2 separate regions of the Cricetulus griseus genome follow, and region 1 is linked to region 2. The links are chromatin contacts, called in public Hi-C maps. All regions are on one chromosome and are shown on one strand. The core of a region is the stretch at or near the end of the contact, and the rest is flanking DNA. Distances in the headings are between cores, read along the strand shown.

Evidence for each region. A called contact is a pair of places that touch in the nucleus more often than the background predicts.
Region 1: a contact with region 2 is called in a Hi-C map of the CHK-Q cell line, with 3 times the contacts expected there. The contact joins two enhancer-like sites. A contact is called at or near these places in 4 of 8 Hi-C or Micro-C datasets (the CHK-Q cell line, the CHL-YN cell line, the CHO-K1 cell line and 1 more).

The regions. Positions count from the first base shown.
Region 1 is chr5:132,910,089-132,917,231 of CriGri-PICRH-1.0, forward strand. No RefSeq gene overlaps it. Among named protein-coding and RNA genes, the nearest start is that of Tmx1, 23 kb to the right of the region's middle. Within about 2 kb of position 4,728, at least 1 of the 6 cell types and tissues checked has open chromatin away from gene starts, as enhancers often do.
Region 2 is chr5:132,465,755-132,472,612 of CriGri-PICRH-1.0, forward strand. No RefSeq gene overlaps it. Among named protein-coding and RNA genes, the nearest start is that of Actr10, 23 kb to the left of the region's middle. Within about 2 kb of position 2,752, at least 2 of the 6 cell types and tissues checked have open chromatin away from gene starts, as enhancers often do.

The sequences.
Region 1 (7,143 bases), core at 3,478-5,977, 450 kb after region 2:
GCATTCTCTGTGGGCCAAGCATTCAAACAAATGAGTCTATGGGGGCCATTCTTATTCAAACCACCACAAGGGGTATTTGCAGAATACAATCTGGGTAGTCCAACAATTACCATCTCAAACCAGAGAGGCCAGGAACCTAGTAGGTTTCTCAGTTCCCATGGCTGGATGCCTAAGGAGTCACAATTTGGCATTGAAGGCTCAGTACATTCCAGGAGAGCCACTGACCTTCATTTCACATTGGAAGGCAAAAGCCAGGTGCTAATATCAGCAAAGAAATGTAGCAAGGTAGATGAACCTGCCAATAAGGGTGAGAACAAGTGAGCAAAAGCAAAGATTCTTTCTTTCATCTTTTATTTGGGCTGCCACTGGAAGGTGCTGCCCACATTTAGGGCGGGAAATTCCACTTCCTATAGTCTGATCAAGAAAATCCCTCCCAGAGGTACCCAGCAATTGGCCTTTTAGTTAATTCCAGAACTAGTTGACAGTGAAAGTTAGCCATCATAAACGCTGTCGTGGATATGAAGAGAGTGGAACACTGTGATTGGAGTATAGACAAGTGCACCCACTTTGAAAATCAGGATGGGGGTTTCACAGAAAAACTGAAAATAAAACTACCATTTGTGTGGCAGCCCACAGAATTGACTCCATTCCATTTTCACTAAAGGTCAGGGAGTTTTTAACCTGCCCTTGTTCTTACAAGGTGAAACCACAAGGATGTCTGCCCTAAGACGTGAGTGCAACAGGATGCTTGGCCTAAGATGTGGTCTCTGCATGTCCTGCCTAAACAACAGAATGTAGTTACTTGATATTTTGGGTACTGAAGAGGCAATTACTCTGTTTGTTCCTTGTATCATTGGAAAGGAAGTCTTTTGCCTTCTCCCCTCTTTTGATGGGGATATAAAAGATCTTTGAACAATAAACTTGGGCTGATCCTGGTGTTCACCAGGTGTCCTCCTGTCTCTATCTCCTGTCTCTTGCCTTTTCCTTTCCTCAATCCACACTCCTCCTCTCAGGTATGGACCCAACAGATGATGCCCCCTCAATGTGGGTTCCTACACCTTTGAACCAGCTGTACCACTTTTTGTTGTATACCCAAAGGACTCTATACCCTACTCGAGATACCTGTATGCATGTTCATTGCTGACCACTGACCACAGCTAAGAAATGGAAGCAAGTGAGAAGTCTATCAGCTGATGAACAGAGAATGGAATGTGGTTACTGCACACAATGGAATTTTATTCGGCCATGAAGAAACATGAAGTTTACGAGGAGATAGACGACACTGGAAAAATGTACACTGAATGACAGAACTTAGACCCAGGTCAAATGCCACATGGTCTGTCTCATAGGCATATGCCAGTTGCAGTTTTATCTTGTGGGGCACCTTCAACACTTTAAAATGAGTCAATATTAAAACAGAAAGAGAAAAATAAAAGCAAAAACTTACTATGCCTCCGCTCCTTCCCATTTACTCTGAAATTTGAACCCCTCCCACCCCCATGGGCAAAGCAGCATACCTGGCACTGACAAATACTTAATTCTGACCTCATGTGGTGAGGAAAAGACACTATACAACAGTGGTCTCTACTCATCTTCCTGCCGGGGCTGTTAATCACATTATCTGGATGAATGGATCCTTTAAATGGAATTCCTCTCACCCCAGTGAGAAGTCATTCCAGGAGGACACTCTTTGGACTTTGTTTGGGGTTTTCTGAAGCTAAACAAGGACATCATGATTCCTAGGCAACTTTGGACTCTGAATGTAGAGCCTCCGGAAAGGTAAAATGCCTCATAATTCTAACGGTTCTACTCTGGCAGTCATCACCGTGTTAGGATTTGTTCACCTGCATCCAGCAGCTGAATTTCAGAAACACATCCTGGAGCCAAGGACAGGACTTGGTTTCAGTGCAGTTATTCAGTAGAGCACTGAGGCTATGCTTCTAAAGCTCCATCTGATCCTAATGGTTTTACAATGGAACAGACAGGCATAATGTCTCATAGCTGTGGGTTCAGTCTGGGTAACAATCTTTTATAAATACACAGCCTGAAGGCAAATTTCTCTAGCTTTAAAAATTATTGCTGCAATGGTTTACTGTCCTTGAGGAACAAACACCAGAACATCTTCTGTGGCCAGAGGCAATGAACAGACACCATGAAGTCCTCTGGCATTTTCTATATACTACGAGAAAGCACACTGGCAAAGTATAAAAGAGGAAAGCGGGAAATTTAAAGGCAATTCCATGAAATTTGGTGAATATATAAAAGTGTCATCTCAAATCAGTGGGACAAAGATGACTTTTTTTTTAGATGGTTCTCACTATATAGGTCTGCCTGGCCTGTAACTCAGGATAACCTTGGATTCACTCACAGGGATCCTGCCTGCTGCCTTCTGAATATGGGGATCAAGGTTAGACACCAGCAGGCCTGGCCTAAAGACCAATTTTAAGTAAGGCTATTGTCTTAGGGAGAGAAGGGTTTATTAGGCTCATACTTCCACATTGCAGTTCATAATGGAAGGAAGTCAAGACAGAACTCAAACAGGGCAGGAACCTGGAGGCAGGACCTGATGCAGAGGCCATGGATGGGTGCTGCTTACTGGCTTGCTCCCCATGGATTTCACAGCCTGCTTTCTTATGGAACTCAGGACCACTTGCCCAGGGGTGGAATTACCCACAATAGGCTGGGCCCTCCCCAATGAATCACTAATTAAGAAAATGCCTTACAGCTGGATCTTATAGAGGCATTTTCTCAATTGAGGTTCTCTCCTTTCAGATAACTCTAGTTTGTGTGTCAAATTGACATAAAACTAGCCAGCACAGGAATCAAGACAAACAAGAGGCCATTGGAAAAAAAGATAAAAGTACATCTATGTTTCATGCCACTCAAAAGAATAAAGTCCAAGTATATCAGAGATTTAAGTGTAACAAATAAAATTATGCAAAACAGTCAAAAGAAAACAAGAATTTCTCCAATCTCAGAGACTAAGATATAAAATACAAAAGATAAGTTGACCACACAAAATAAGATATAGTGGAGAGAAAGGAAATAAGTCAGATATAAGCAGGCAAAAGACAACTGATAAATATGGTATATATAATTATATGACACACATCCCTCCTAAGTAAAGAGTTTTTGAACTCCAGCAGAGAAAAAGCAATAGATGAATCATTCCAAGATATGTTGATGGCTTTAAATACATGAAAATAAGGATAGGCAGAAATGTAAACTGAAACAACACTACAGTGCTATCTCTTACTTATTGGGTGGCATATATATTACAGTGAAAACTGTAAGACTCTGAATAAAAAAACTGAAGGAGACATTAAAGGATGGAAAGCCCCACCACACTCATGAATAGGCAGGATTAATATCGTGAACACCTTTACCAAAAGCAGTCTACAGTCTCAATGCAAGTTCTATAAAAAGCCAATGACATTCTTCACAGAAGTAAGAAATAAGCCTAAAACCCATGTGGAAGCTTCAAAGACTCCAAATAGAGCAGGAAGAATAATGCTGGAAAATCACAGGATCCAATATCAGATTATGTATAGACCCTTAATACCATAATAAACAAGCAGGCATGACAGGCGGCTAGAATAAGAGACCTAGAAATAAATGCACACACCTGCAGTCAGCCGTAGTAGCCTACAGCCACATGCAGCCATCTGTAGCCACCTGCAGCCATCCACGCACAGCTACCCACAGCTATCTACAGCCACCTACAGCTACCTACAGCCACCTGCAGCCAGCTACAGCTACCTACAGCCACCTGCAGCCAGCTACAGCCAGCTACCTGCAGCTGCCTATGACCACCTACAGCTACCTATAGCTATCTGTAGCCACCTACAGCTACCTATAGCTATCTACAGCCACCTGCAGCCACCTACAGCCATCTGCAGTCAGCTTCCTACAGCGGCCAACAGTCACCTGCAGCCACCTACAGCTACCTGAAGCTTCCTACAGCCATATGCAGCCAGCTACCTGCAGCTGCCTACAGCTGCCTATAGCCACCTACAGCTATCTGTAGCCACCTATAGCCACCTACAGCTACCTACAGCCACCTGCAGCCAGCTACCTGCAGCTGCCTGCAGCCAGCTACCTGCAGCTGCCTGCAGCCACCTACAGTCAACCACCTGCAATCAGCTTCCTGCAGCTGCCAACAGCCACCTGCAGCCACCTATGCTTTGACAAAAGGTCAAAAGGATACATTAAAAGAGCAGCTTCCTTTAACTAATGGTGTTGGGGAGCTGGCAATCCATCCCAGAAGAAGGAAATGAGATCTCTCACACTTGGCACAAAAATCAATTCTAAATAGATGAAAGGAATAATTTTAAGACCCATATTTCTCTCAGCATTATCACCACCCAAACCCCACCGGACTAGCTCCTAAAGCTCTGCTGGCAGCAATCTAGGAGTCCTTTAGCCTGCAGCTGCAAACTCTTCCGCATTCCTCTTAGAAACCAGTTCCAAGAGCACAGGAGCCTCATGGTCAGGTTATCACAGCAAGGACACCACTTCGCAGTGTCAATCTTCTTCAGGGTCTGCTCCTTTCTCAGAAATTCCTGACAAAAATAACTTAAGAAAGGATTTGTTTTGGTTCACAGTTTGACAGAAACACTCATAGGGAAATCGTGGCAACCGGAGCTTGAGAATCAGTCACATTGCTGGCAGAGCTAGGCAGTCAGGCAGTTAGGCACAACCAGGCAGTCAGGCATATTCAGTCAGGCACAACCAGGCACAGCCAGGCAGAGTCGGGCAGAGAGAGTCAGTCAGGCAGAGTCAGCCAGAATCAGGCACATTTAGGCATAGTCAGAGAGAGTCAGGCAGCAGAGAGATGACTGCTGATGTTCAGCTTGCTTTCTCTATTTTATTCATTCTAGGACCCTAGCTCATGGGTAGGTACCTCCCATGTTCAGGGTGGGTCTTCCCACCACTATAGAAAACTCCTCACAGACATGCTAGAGTCATGTCTCCTAGCTGATTCTAGATCCTAACAAGCTGACCATCAATATGAATCATCACAGCTATTTGCAAGTTTGAGACCCTGTCTCAAATAAACAAGGTGGGGGGAGGGGGTAGGCATGTAATGTCTCTCATACTCAAATAAATGACTCAGATAGGATTTGGAGAAAACTGGTAGTGAAATAAACAGTGGCAAATGAATTTAACTGCGTTATAGGTAAATAATATAGGCACATGAAGGAGAAGAGAGTGATCCAAAGTATTGGGCCTACCATAAAAATGCTTTAAAAAGAACTGTGCATGTGTGAATTGTGCATTTGATCTGCAGCACAGGTGTGTGCTGTTAAGCTGTCTTCTGTGAGGGCCACTGTGAGCTTTGTGTCAGTGTAGCTGGAATGGCTGAGGAAAAGACTTAAAGGGGCAGTTTTGTTTGGACCCGCAGTTTCTGAGATCTCAGTCTAGTTGCTGCTTGGCCCCACAAGCTTGGGAGAACAACAACACAGGGAAGAGAGCATGTCAACAGCTCCAAGAACTGAGATTTTAAATACTACTCTCACAATGGGGGTGGTAAAGCACACTTTTTTGTTTGTTTTCTGATACAGGGTCTCTCTGTGTAACAGTCCTGGCTGTCCTGGAACTCACTCTGTAGACCAGGCTGGCCTCGAACTCACTGAGATCCATCTGCCTCTGACTCCCAAGTGCTGGTACTAAAGTCTTGCACCACCACTGACTAGCCATGAAGTACACACTTAATGCCGGCACTTGGGAGGCAAAAGCAGACAGATCTCTGTAAGTACAAAGCTAGTCTGGTACACACAGTGAGTTCTAGGCTAGCCAGGGTTATATACTACCAAAAAACAAAAAGCATTCTCTAATGAAGAGAATCAAAGTTCATTGGAAAAAGGATTGATTCCAGCTCTAGAGCAGGACAACGTGATACCAGAAAGGAAATGTTCAAAGGAAGGAAAGAAGGAAGGCACTAACTCAGCAAAGGCTGAACACTTTGAGTAACAGCCCACATTACAATCACAGTAGATTCTGCCCATTAGCCCAAATAAATTATCATTTGAACTAATAAATGAGGAAGAAATAATAGAAGTAGATCATCATCAAGCAAATCTCTTGAATAACTGTTACAAATAACTAGCAATGAATGATAAAACTGTGGGCCAAACTATTCTGAGAAAGGAGACAGGTCACTAGTCGTGAAGCTCCCATTGATTATAAAGGGAGACAAGGCCACCTGATAGTACAGAGGTCCAATATACCAGCTCTAAGATATCAAAGGAAGCCCCCCCCCCTGTGTAAGACATTCTGAAAGTAGCTATTCCTGGACATTGCACCTGCAGAAGGGCACAAGTAGATATCTCTGGTATACTTGAAACATTAAAAAAAAAAGTCTAATCTCATTGTAATTGTGAGAAAATGGCATACAGACCCCAGAGGAGGGAGGGTCTATGAAACAACAGACAGTGACCTTGAAAAGCATTAAGGCCATGACACACAGAGAAAGACTGGAGAGTGTTCAGAATGCCAACTAAAATGTTGTAAAACCTTGGTGCTTTACTGGGGAAACTGGTAAAAATCTAAATAAGATTTGTGGGTTAATACTGTGGTATCAATGTTCATTTCCTTATCATTCTGTTGAATACATACTAATATGAGGGGAAACTGATTAAGGATATGGGGGGCTCTTTGTATTATTTTTACAAGTCTACTTTGTGAGCCTATACATATCTCAAAATAACCATAGCCTCAGGGTTGAACCTCCAAAATAGTTCCATTCTTTAGGGGATGGCCACATGGAATACCTTTTTATTATTACTTGACTGAAACCTTCAGACACTGATGTGTAAATCATGTCAGAAGAGTGCTGCAAACATCTCCAGTCAGCAGAATAATGTTTGGTTTAAAGTATCAGAAAATAAAACATAGCCCATTTGTCTCTTTGGCAGATCTGTGGAAAAATGGGAAGATTGTGTGTTTTCTATCTTCCCAGATGTAATTTCCAAGGCTGCAAGTAGTTTCCAAAGCAATTTCCAAAGGCATACTGAATGCTCAGAATTCAGCTGAATCACATTAACTTCACAGCATTTTATGGGTCATCTGTTACCCACCACAAGACATCGTTTTGGTCCACTTTTTGTAGTGCTTGAAGTGACTAGATTTAGTCAACAGGAG
Region 2 (6,858 bases), core at 1,502-4,001:
ACAGAGTGTGATGGGTGGGGCAGAAACAGCTGCAAGATCAGAGTATGTTGTATTTCCCACCAAAGGGCCGAGCTCCTGGAGATTTCAGGGAAGTCCATTCAAAATGTACATAGATCCTTCTAGGGAGGGGAGACAGATTTAGAAGGGCATTCCTGCACTCCGGATGATGGTAAAATACATACCTAGGAACATCGGGGAGACCCACACAAAAGGGGATTACTAAATAGCAACTACCATGTGGCAAGTGGGCAAGGGACAAAGCTCAGAAGGAGAGCAGTAGTGGTCAAGCTCTGTCTTCAGTCCCCAACACACACACACACACACACACACACACACACACGTGTGATTTCCAAGTTTCTGGCTTAAAGGAAAAAAGGGACAATGGCTTCACCAGCTGATAGGGAGACTCCCAGGAGGAGCTAGTTCAGAAGTCAATGTCGTGATGCTGATATGGAGTACCTGAGTACGAGAGGCGGAGGTGACTAGGGGGTTATTCAAGGCTGGGGACTGGGGTGGGATGATTGGTTCCATCTGTTTTGGGAGACAGCACCAGGTAGGTGTAGTTTGAACCAGGAATGTGGATGAGATGGTTCTGGATGGATGCAGAAGCAGGGGTAGCAGGTAAACAAGAAATAGGGTTGGGACAGTTGGGTGGATACCTTCAGGATCTGTATAAGGAGAAGGTGGGCAGAGTGATGAGGTAGGACTGGACGGAGGGCAAGAGTCTTTTATATTCTTGTGTTTCACTTGTGTGCTGGTTTAGAAAAGGAAAGCTTTTGTCACATTTATGGACTGAGAGGAGGGAGTGAGTACAGGGTTGAAAGGATATGACCCTGGTGGCACACACATTTAGCCCCAGCACTCGGGAGGCAGAGGCAAGGCAGATCTCTGTGAGTTCAAGCCTGGTCTACAGAGGGAGTTCCAGGCCAGCCAGGACTACACAGAGAAAAGAAAGGGGGAGGGGGAGGAAAGAAAAGACAGGAAATAAAAGGAAGGGATGTGGTCCTAAGGGTAGGAAGAGAGGCTGGCAATGAGTGAGTTGTGATTGGCAGGCGTGTGTGCGATGTCATCTGAGAGCAGAGGATGGGTGAGTGGCTGGAGACAACTTCTAAGGCGAGAGAGTGAGGGGCTGGGGAGATGACTGAGCGGTTAGGAGCACTGGCTGCTCTTACAGAGGACACTGGTTCGCTTCCCACCAGGTGATTCATAACTGTCTATTAACTTCAGCTCCAGAGGATCTGGCACACTCTTCTGGCCTCGTGGGCACTCCATGAATATGGCAGATTTGCATATATGTAAGCAAAACACACACATAAAATAAGAACAAATGAGTCTCAAGGTGAGAGAGTAAGATGTTAACTCAAAGCAACAAAGCAGTGGTAGAAAGATTGGAGGCTAAGTGTTCAGAGGACTGTCATCTGGTAGATGGCAGCATGAGCACTGAAGAAAGGCAGACTCTGGTACCAGGGGGCCCATTCGGCATGGGGCAAACTGTCTGATCTTCCTTGAGGCTCGGTTTCTCTTGTAAAATGAAGATAGTAAAAGAGTCACCCTCATAGAAGGGCTTCAAGGGTCAGTAGTTTCTACTCGATGAATTGTGACTGGTTGGGTGGAGGGTGGTGTGGTCCAGCAGGAGACCAAGGCTTTAGACCTACCAGAGAAGTCCATGGGTGGCAGCTCTTGGGTTGAGTGTCTTTCCTCTGCTCCTCACAGGAACAAAGATGACTTGAGGGTTGTGCACATAGCTTACTTTGTTTTGTGCTTCTAGCATCCAGCCTGGTACTGGCCTTACAGGAGGCCTTTAGCTTCGTGTTAGGTGACTGGCTGAGTGAACTGCACACAGCCACCATCTACCCCTCCAGACTTCCTGCTCACAACTCCTCACTGCAAGGACACCACACTTACCTTTTCTGACTTCACAACCCAGTAGTCACCAGACAGAAGAATGGTCACTCCTTGAAATGGATTTTGGGAATATAAAGGCTCTGTGTGCTTTATTTAGCTCGAGGTACAGCTGGTTCAGGTGTGTTGCTTAGGAAACCTTAAGGAACGCTTTCATTCTGTGACTGACTGCAGGTTAGGAAGCTGAGCACGGTCTGGACGGTGAGTGAGCCACACCGGAACCCAGGGGGACAGGGAAGGGGCCAGCCATGTAGCAGAGCCATCTCTGTCATTTCTCAGAAGTGGCTTTGGGTGTTCCAGCTAGGTACATACCTGTGTGGGAAAAGAAAAGAAGCCACGGTATGAATACTACACTACCAATGCACACCTTCCACACCAGGGAAGCAAGGAATCCACAGCCGATATGACCTCCTCGGCTAGTCCCAGTGTTGGTGGGAGCCATTGTGGCGTTCAGGCAGCCTTTCCAAGCCTATCATTTTCCCCCTGGAGTTGCTCTTGTGAACCACTCTCTTTGACCACCAGAGGTCAGGCTGCAGTCGGGAACAGGCAGGATCCAGCTCCAACTGAAGCCACCCCACCCACTCTGAACCCATTTAATGTTCCAGAAGACCATTCCCCTTTCCCACAGACTATGCTTGGGAGTCACTCATCTGCCAATCAAGGAGGTGAGGGAGATAGATGTTCTAGAAGCCAATCCCTTGTCTTGCTCACTGTTCTGAAACACTGGACGGAACCAGAAATCTGTATGCCATGCCATCTCTGCCTGTGGTTTTGTTCATCATTCCTGAACAGCTAGTGAACACCCACCCGGGGCTGCCTCCATGCTGAGCCTTTGACTGGAGCCATGCCAAGGAAGGAATCATTCTTCCCCCAGGCCTGTAAACCACAGAATGTGAGGCTCCTGGAACATCTGAAGATGTACAGTTGCATTTAGTCAGAATAACACCCTGTCTGGGATGAAAGAGAATTCTCACTGTCCTGTGTAGAATGAAGACCACTGGAGGTCCACCCTCCCCTGGTGCTTGTAGCGGTGTTCCTTCTGGTTGCTTCTGAGAGCTGATTTCTTCATTTCATCCGGTTTGATGTGCTTCCATCTTCCCCAATGCTGAGCAAAAGCTTCTTGCATTGTGATGTGGCTAAGCTGTCTGCTTAGGATAATCCTTGCTTGTTGTCCTTATTCGTTAAAATGTAATCCACAACGTGAACAGCTCAGTACATCAGCAGCTTCCAAGGATGGAGTTGGAGAAAAATTAACACCAAGTAGGCAAAAATCCATCCTAAGATCGGTCTCACTCCGTAAAAAAAATAAAATGTAATTTAGGATGAATTCAAGTTTTCTTCTGTAGTTGAATGTTATTATATTCACTTACCTAAGGCCATCACTTGTCATCTGTTTTACATAGCTGATCTAGAGGCTGGGTGGTATTGTGCACCTGGTATAGCAGGTTTCCAAGAGGGGTCAGAAGGATGGGTGGGTGTATCACTGCTCTTGGGCTGCACCCCTGAGAGGTTGGGATTAGTATTTCCGTTAGTAAGCTTTCTCAGAGCCTATACTGTGACTTAAGAGGAGACCATCAAAGAATAACAAACAGGTTAGTGAAGGGGAATTGGTGGTTAGGACAGGTACTACCGAAAAATCTCTACAGGGTAGGGACATGATAGAAGTCACCTTTAGAATTGATGGGCAAAGAGAACTGTCACGAACTAAGACCAGGAGAGATGATCAGGACAAGGATGTCCCAAGAGGCGACATATTTGTGACCTACCCTACTCATCTGGCTCCCTGACACCTGGCTACAGAACTTCCACTTGTTGCTAAGCTCAGTATTAATTGCATCCTTTCCTTCGACAGGCCCAGCGCTAACCAGGTCTTTAGGATGTCACCACAAACAGGAGCTGGGTGGGTGGGGAATGGTCCTGTACCTGTGTGTACAACCTCCTGAAATTTTTTAAGAATAAAGAAAGCTCTGTTAATCTTCACCATCTAATAAGTCCACCACTTCACCCTCCCTGTTGATCCCCACCCCTCCCTTTTCACGCCATCTCTCCCTGGAGATGCCTGGGATGAAAGATGGCAATGACCTACAGGAAAACCCCGCCCCGGCATCCGTGCCTCCTGCTGCACCAATCACAGACCTTGGCTGTTAGACTGGGTTTCAGCATTCATGCCAGATCCTGAGATGCAGATCCTGTGCGTCTAAACTTAGGGACAGAGGAGGAGAAAGAACTCAGGTAGAGAGGGCTGCCTCCGGCAGGTTTCTGACAGAGGTTGAAGGATGGATGGGTGTATCACGGTCCTTGGCAGCACCCCCGGAGGTTCTGACTGGCATTTAGAAAAGCTCCCATGTAGCTTCAAAGCCTCCTTTAGGTTTATGAGCCCTTGAATTAGGGTGGATTGATTCACAAACTTGTCGTGAGTATCCCCTCCCTCAACTCCAGGCACCCCACCCTCTGTGTCTCCAGCCCCTCCCTCTGAATACAGGGTCTCAGGTTCCACTTTTTGTCCTTAGCCCCCTCCAGAGGCTCGAAGCTGAAACTGGAGGCAGAGCCAGCGCCAGTGCCAGGTGGAACAATTGACTTGGGTCCTTTCAACAGGGGCATTGGGTTACCAGACACCCATCTGTTGGCTGTTCTCACCCAGGAAACTAGAGACAGATCGTTCTCAGGGGCATCTGCGCCACGCTTCCTTGCCTGCCCAGAAAGGGGGAGCCGCCTCACCTTCTGGTACCTTCTGGCCACAACTTCCATGTGGCCCCCAAGGGCCTTTTCATTAATATCCTAACACCTCGCAGAGTAGCCCAAGTTCACTGCCAGAAGAGTCGACCTCCGGAGGAACGGCAGCCTGCTGGGCTGTGCACCCAGGTCTTATCTTTTCTACACAAACACAGCAGCACTTTCCGGACAGAAGCCATGTCACCACCTCATCATTGCCATCGCCTCGTTGTGGCTTTCACTAAGAGCTGTTCAGTGATTAGTGTGCGAAATAATTTTGATCTCTTTAAAAGAAAAAAAAATTAGCCCGGTGGTGGTGGTGGTGCACACCTTTAATCCCAGCACTTGGGAGGCAGAGGTAGGTGGGTGTTTGAGTTCGAGTCCAGCCTGGTCTACAGAGTGAGTTCTAGGACAGCCAGGGCTACTTAAACAAACAAAAAATCCTGTCTCTAAATATACATGTAAATAAATTAGGAAAAATAATAAATTGTTTCCAAGTGATACATTAGTATAATTTAAAAGTCAAAGACTACCAGGCACCACCTCTACATACCAATGACTTCAACTCACAATGTGGTCTCAGAAAAAAAGAATTTTCATGTATATTTTGTTTGTTTGTTTGTTTGTTTGTTGTTTTTTTGAGACAGGGTTTCTCTGTGTAGCTTTGAAGCCTGTCCTGGAACTCACTCTGTAGACCAGGCTGGCCTTGAACCCACAGAAATGCTCCTGCCTCTGCCTCCCAAGTGCTGGGATTAAAGGTGTGCACCACCACTGCCTGGCTTACATCCATATTTTTGAAATCACATTTTTATAATATCTGCATTCTGCCTTTTCATGCTTCTTCATTCACTTTGGGCTATTGGCAGCTTTCTAATAGGAAAAGTGAGAATCTCCCTGGTCCCTTTATACACATTCTCCCCTCAGACACAATTCCCTCCTCCATGACTAACACTTTATGTCCCTAAGTAGTGTTGGCTTTGGGAGCCGGCCATGTGAGCCATGCAGCACAGGCCGATGTCCTCAGATAATACTCCTTTATTTGTATCTGTATTTGTATAACTGACTTTTTCTATAGTCTTCACAGAACTGTAAACCTCCCATATCGTTCTTTAAAAGCCAAACACATTATGAGACTTTCTGGGATTTTTGAAAATTGCCTGATGATCTGTCCTGAACTTGTCTTCATTACTTGTTTTCTGGGTGTTCCCTGTTTTTTTGTGTCTCTCCCCCCTCCCCCCCTCAGTTTGGACAAGCCTGTCTTCATTCGAAGCCATTTCTTGTAAGCGTTCTCTCTCCTTATTGTCCATGTGTGTGTGCCAGCTGGCTTTCAATGTCTGAAGGTCCCAGATGTCTGTCTGCAGGTCCCAGATGTCTGCTGTGGGTCCTGGATGTCTGTCTGTGGGTCCTGGGTGTAGGCACCCTCTTATTTTCTATCTTTCCCTCTTGCCCTTCTACTACTGCTTTCTGAGGGGACTCCCTTTCTCTCCCAACTCCTCACTGCAAACATTTATTTAGCTCTGTTCTGTGGAACTCTCACTTCTCTGTGTGGCACCTCTCCCTAGTATTCTGCATTCTACCCTTGACAATAGTCCCTAAAAGGTAGTCACTTCCTGAATTAGTCTACTTTTAATTTTTTTTTTTTTTTTGAGACAGGGTTTCTCCGTGGCTTTGGAGGCCGTCCTGGAACTAGCTCCTGTAGACCAGGCTGGTCTCGAACTCACAGAGATCTGCCTGCTTCTGCCTCCTGAGTGCTGGGATTAAATCTTTTAATTTTAAAATTTACTTTTATTTAATGAAGGTGTGTGTGTGTGTGTGTGTGTGTGTGTGTGTGTGTATGTGTGTGTGTAAAGATCATGGGACAGCATGTGGGAGTCAGTTTCTCAAACCTGGGGTCATCACGCTCGGCAGTAAGCACCTTTGCCTGCTAAATTAACCCTCCAGCCTAGGATCTGTTGTTCTAAAATACTAATATCCCAAGAAGAATATATAGTTTAGAAGAAAACAGCAAAGGTCGTCTTCTTTTCATGTCTTTAGCTCATCTCTTCAGATTTACTCATAGCTTTGTTTGTTAAGTGTCCTTCATGACCATTTGTCATGCACTGAACATGTAAACACACACAGATAACCATGTGGCTTTTCCTCATACCATGCTTGCAATGAGGATTTGTTCTAGCTCACTAAGGTATTGGTGAGGCAGGGTGGTGGCAACAGAGCAGCTCACACTACAGCAGCCAGGATGCCCAG